Linked DNA regions of Sorghum bicolor: region 1 is linked to region 2. The links are chromatin contacts, called in public HiCAR-type maps. All regions are on one chromosome and are shown on one strand. The core of a region is the stretch at or near the end of the contact, and the rest is flanking DNA. Distances in the headings are between cores, read along the strand shown. Region 1 holds the start of LOC8081073 (FIP1[V]-like protein). Region 2 holds the start of LOC110432449 (glycine-rich cell wall structural protein-like).

Evidence for each region. HiCAR-type assays count read pairs that join an accessible place to other places.
Region 1: a contact with region 2 is called in a HiCAR-type map of leaf, with 3 times the contacts expected there. The contact joins the promoter of LOC8081073 here to the promoter of LOC110432449 in region 2. A contact is called at or near these places in 1 of 4 Hi-C or Micro-C datasets (leaf) and 1 of 1 datasets of contacts at active chromatin or transcription factors (leaf).

The regions. Positions count from the first base shown.
Region 1 is chr1:68,064,070-68,066,769 of Sorghum_bicolor_NCBIv3, forward strand. It overlaps LOC8081073 (FIP1[V]-like protein), which reads left to right and starts at 1,402. Exons shown (of 17, transcript XM_002465323.2): 1 at 1,402-1,897; 2 at 2,184-2,251. The coding sequence starts at 1,643.
Region 2 is chr1:68,028,150-68,030,880 of Sorghum_bicolor_NCBIv3, forward strand. It overlaps LOC110432449 (glycine-rich cell wall structural protein-like), which reads right to left and starts at 1,441. Exons shown (of 1, transcript XM_021452894.1): 1 at 464-1,441. The coding sequence starts at 1,441. The coding sequence ends at 464.

The DNA.
Region 1 (2,700 bases), core at 152-2,651, 36 kb after region 2:
GATGAGTGCATCAGCAACACCAACCGAGCACGTGGGATGGGTACATATATTTAGTCCCCATAAGAACCACCGTTAAAGCTCAAAACATTATGGGCGTCTAGGGTGCAGAGCTTCCACCTTTGAACGCGGACTTCTCGTCTAAACGCAGAACTTCCACAGCCTTAGCACAACAGGACTTGTGAAAACGCCATAGCCTTTTACTCTGAACTCTGTTCTCAATGATATTGGAATTTTCAGAAAGCCCAACCCAACCAAGAACAAGCCACAAGTTATTTCTCTCATCTTAACACTTGGGGTTCGGTCACTCTGAGCACTTGAGACTTGTCTAACTATTAGCGCCGTGGATGTCTTAGAACATGAGTTTTTGGTAAAATTAAATTGATTCAAGAACAATTCAATACCTAATACCTGTGTACCTCTATAGTAGATGATCCACATGTGACATATATAACACAACATCACACGAAGACTAGACAACATGCGTAGAGATTAAATTTAGAAAGACAAAGATAACATGCACTGGCCTAATGATACTCCAAATACTGAAATTATCATAATTTCTATGGATATTAATTGTATTGCTACCTAAGTATAATTATCGAAGAGAGAAAGCAAAATTCATAGAATTGAATTTAAGTTAGAAACCATGTCTACACGAGAACTAAGACATGAAGGATGTGATTGGTTAGGAATGGAGAGAGAGATGATGAATGTGATTGGATAAAAAATTATTGTGTAGAAACTATCCATTGTGACCATGGTTTTTATATGCATATTTTGCTGGGCATGAGATTTGGTTAGAGCAGTCCCAATGCTAGAAACTATATGTAATTTTTATACCTATTAATTTCTTTAGACACTATATATAGAAACCATAATCCTAATGGATATTTTTTATCCAATCACATACATTCTCTCTCCAATCTCTATCAATCACATTCCTTCATGTTTTGGTTTTCGTGTAGATATGGTTTCTAACTTAGACCCGGTTTCTATAATTTTTACTCTCTTTTCTTAATAACTACTATGGCCTTGTTTAGTTCACCCTGAAATCCAAAATCTTTTCAAGATTCCCCGTCAAATCGAACTTTGCGCCGCATGCATGGAGTATTAAATATAGATGAAAACAAAAACTAATTGCACAGTTTATCTGTAAATCACGAGATGAATCTTTTAAACCTAGTTACTCTATGATTGGATAATGTTTGTCAAATAAAAACGAAAGGCCTATCTTACCATGTCAGAAAAATGTTTAGATAACAATACAATTAATGTTAAAATTATAGTAGTTTGTGTACTAGGACTCTAGGAGTACCTTCTCTACACATGTCAACAATTCACCATGGATGCACGGACCAGGGTCCGCCCATTCCACGTGGCTGTCAAAAGGTTAATGCTAGGTGGAGCCACAGGGGTACTCCCGTCAACTCCTGCTGTTCACGGGCTGAAGCGAAAATTCAGCCCCAACCAGGCCGGCGACGGACGCCTCCTTGTTCTCTTCGCCGCCGCCGCTGCGTGGGCTAGGCTGACTTGACCAATCTCGGCCTATCGAGGCTCTTGCTGCCCCGACCACGGAAGGAGCCTCCTGCAGCGTGGCTCCGGCCTCCGGTCGACCACGAAGCCTCGATCTGCTCGTCCCTGCATGAGGAGGTTACTCGTCATCCTGTTCGCAGCGGCTGCCCTCGCGGTAGCCACCAGCGCGCACGAGCACCATGGCGAGGCGCCCACCTGCGCTGGAGGCAGCGGGCACGTGCTCGCGGAGTTCCGCCCCGGGGAGGTGACCGTGGACGGGCACAGCGACGACTGGGACAGCGTGGAGGCCTCAGAGTTCGCGCTGCTGCCGGCGCTCGATCCAGACGAAGATAAGGCCTACTCCGGCGGCAAGGTCGCTGTAAAGGTTCGTCGCTTCCAGGCTCTCTTCTTCGTCGTCTTCTCTTTCTCTTACTCTCCTCCCCCATAGCGAAACATGTGGATCACGAGAAGTTAGGCTGATCTCAATTAGATTCAGAACTGACTGTTGCCGAAATGGGGCTCGATAAGCCGAATCATGGACTTGCGATTGCAAAATATTAGATTTATCTGGAATAGCTAGCTAGATGATCGAGTTCAGTTTTCTACTAATACTTTGAAACCTTGATGTCTCCGAAGTGGTGCTTTATTGACTTCGGAAGTTGGCTGTGCAGGCTGTGCATGATGGTGTCAACGTCTTCTTCTTGCTTCAGGTTTATGGGGATTACGCTTACACTAAAGGGTACTTTCGCCTTCTTTCTGTGTCACTACATCTGTACCAGTGCGGATAGAGCGATAGTGGGGGTTGTAGTGCTCTTTATGGCCACTCTTTTAGTTCAGAGACGTTGGGCAACCAATCAGCTACTCCTATATCGTTTTTTTGATGCACCAATCCGTCACGATCTGTTTGTCCTTTAACTTTGGCATTGTCAGTTGATTGGAGGCCTATAGATTTATACATTTTTCTCGATTGTTCTGTTAAATAGTACTAGTATCATAACAGCTTTTCTTGTTGTGTTGGTCTTCTTTGAGGCCTGACGGTGTTTTAACTGGATTGAGTATACCTTCCACCCAAGGCATGTTGCTGGTTTGATTTGATTGATTGTGCCTTGCGAGAACTATTTCATTCTCAAAATGGATTTTAACCTTCTACCATTAATTTAAACATATAGCTCTGAATCTAGTAACCTG
Region 2 (2,731 bases), core at 191-2,690:
AGAAATTTCACCAACCACCAAACTGATTAATCCAAAGCTGAAATCGTTGGTTTTCTTTCTTTCTGCAACCGATCGGTTTCAATTTTTGTGCAAATGGAAGTTTTTTTTAAAAAAAAATAGATGAAACTGAACCGAAATGTCGGTTCCAACCGATTGCCCAATCCTATTGGCACGTCACTCTATAATATCACTTCGGACTAACAATAAAAATAAATAGTTTGTACAAAGACATTGGTTAGTCTCAAATGGTAGTAGTCACGAACAGAAGTACTTATCATTGCAAACATAACATCTCAATATCTTTATTCCTTAACGAAGATGATGAATAAGTAATTGTAAGCATACAACAATGAAGACGGTGAAGTTCAATTAAAATTACAACATAAGATTTGGTTGGTCATATGTACTAGTATTTATCTGCATCACAAAATAACTCCATGCTTCAATGCATATACAATATAATTCACCAATGTCCACCGCCAAAGCCACCGCCGCCACCGAAACCGCCGCCGCCGCCACTGCCCAAGCCAGCGCCACCTCCGGCACCACCACCAAACCCTCCTCCTACACCACCTCCGCCACCCAAGCCACCACCACCACCGAACCCTCCCCCGGCACCACCTCCTGCTCCACCACCAGCGCCAAACCCGCCACCACTACCTCCACCAAGACCTCCGCTGAAACCTTTGCCTCCCCCGAAACCACCACCTATTCCAGAACCACTACCACCTCCAAGGCCACCACCACCACCAAGGCCGCTGCCTCCACCAAGACCACCTCCAACTCCACTTCCCAATCCACCACCTGCACCGCCGCCAAGGCCACTGCCTCCGCCAAGACCACCTCCAGCTCCACCGCCTGCACCGCCACCGAGGCCACCTCCAGCACCGCCCCCTAGACCACCACCTGCACCGACACCACCTCCAAACCCTCCTCCCGTGCCACCACCAAGGCCTCCACCAACACCACCGCCTAGGCCACCGCCTGCGCCAGCACCCCCGCCAAGGCCACCTCCTCCACCAAGACCACCTCCAGCACCACCACCTAGTCCACCACCCGCTCCACCGCCTAAGCCGCCTCCTCCACCAAGACCTCCGCCACCTCCAAGGCCACCACCATGCCCAAGCCCTCCACCGAGTCCACCGCCTGCTCCGCCGCCACCACCAAGACCACTGCCCACACCTAGGCCGCCACCTTTTCCACCTCCAAACCCGCCGCCAAGACCTCCACCATGCCCAAGCCCTCCACCAAATCCACCACCGGCGCCACCTCCTCCACCAAGCCCAGCACCACCACCAAAGCCAGCGCCTCCGCCGAAACCGCCGCCACCGCCCAAGTTCTGGGTCTCAAGGAACCGCGCATCAACGGCCACTCCGAGAGCCAGCACCACGGCCAATGCCGCGAGCTCCAAGGCCCTCCCACGCCTCGCCACCCTCCCCATGACGATGAGATGGACAGTGGAGTAAATTGAGCTGCGTGTTGCTTATTGATGCTTGCAGCGAAGGACGCTGCATGCTTATATATATGCGCGGAGCCGATGTGATCAAGTGGAGCGAGCGAGTGGGCAGTGTGGAAAGCTAGCTAGCAGCAGACTGCATGTGTACGTGGAGTTAATGTCGGTAGTTGCAGCACGTCTCAACTGTCACGGCCTCAGCCTCCAAAGGCAAGCCGCGCCAGCGAGGAGACACGCTGTGCGGGATGCCGATGCCGTCGCCGGAACAGACAGAGAAGAGCACGACATGGGCGAGCAGAGAGCCAGAGACGGGCCCGGCCCGGCCGTCTCGCGGCTATTTACCACGGCCGGGACTAGGGGCCCCGGCACAGAGACTGTTTGCAATGTGTTTGTTTTGAGGCTGCTCGATCGTGCATGAGCGTTTGCAGTGGATTCGGTTGGTGAGCTGTGGCTCTCTGAGCGGACGGGGCGCGCGGGGGACGCCGGTGCATTTATGTTGACGCGCTTGACCGGGTGGGGCGCCGGCCGCTCAACCAACTGACGAGCCAGAGCGCGCGCCAGCGCAAAGACTCAAGACGATGCGCCCATGCCACCGCGAGCGACACTGTCACGGTGCCGCGGCGCTTTTCGTTTCCTACCGGCTGCGCGCGGTGTGCGGTCGCACCGGTATAGGGTAGTCACCTTTTTTTTTTAAGGATATACACGTAATAATCACGTACCCACGCACGGCTGGCGGCCGGCACGCGGGTCGCAGGACATTGCTTGTGCTGAGCCGCCGGTACGTTGTGACTTGTGAGACCTGCCGCTTTCGCATCACAGGTCTGTGTCTGTCTTGAGCTTCGTAGCGAGTCCCACTGTGTCCCAGTATCAGAACTGATACGTACAACGGTGGTGGGGCAAAATTTACTTTTTGTCATTATGTACTGCCGACAGTATAGATAGCCGGTGAGCAGTGTACTAGGTAGTAGCCACAAAAGATCAGTTATCTGGATACGCATGGCCTGTGGTTTGTGGCACGGACTCTTTTTACTTTGGAGTCGTGCATACTACGCCACAGTCAAAAACTCACAACTCAAAGGTACATTACGAAAGCTACTAATAACCTGCCTGAAGCAAACTCGCGCTTTCTATCTAGCTCTCGCCTGATCCAGACATGTATATCCACAGATTTAGCGAACCCACCACCATTAAGGGCACGTACAACGGTTGTGTGGAAGCCGTCTGCACGCATCTACCGAGACAAAACCAACAGAATTATCACGGAGAGAGAGTGCTGCC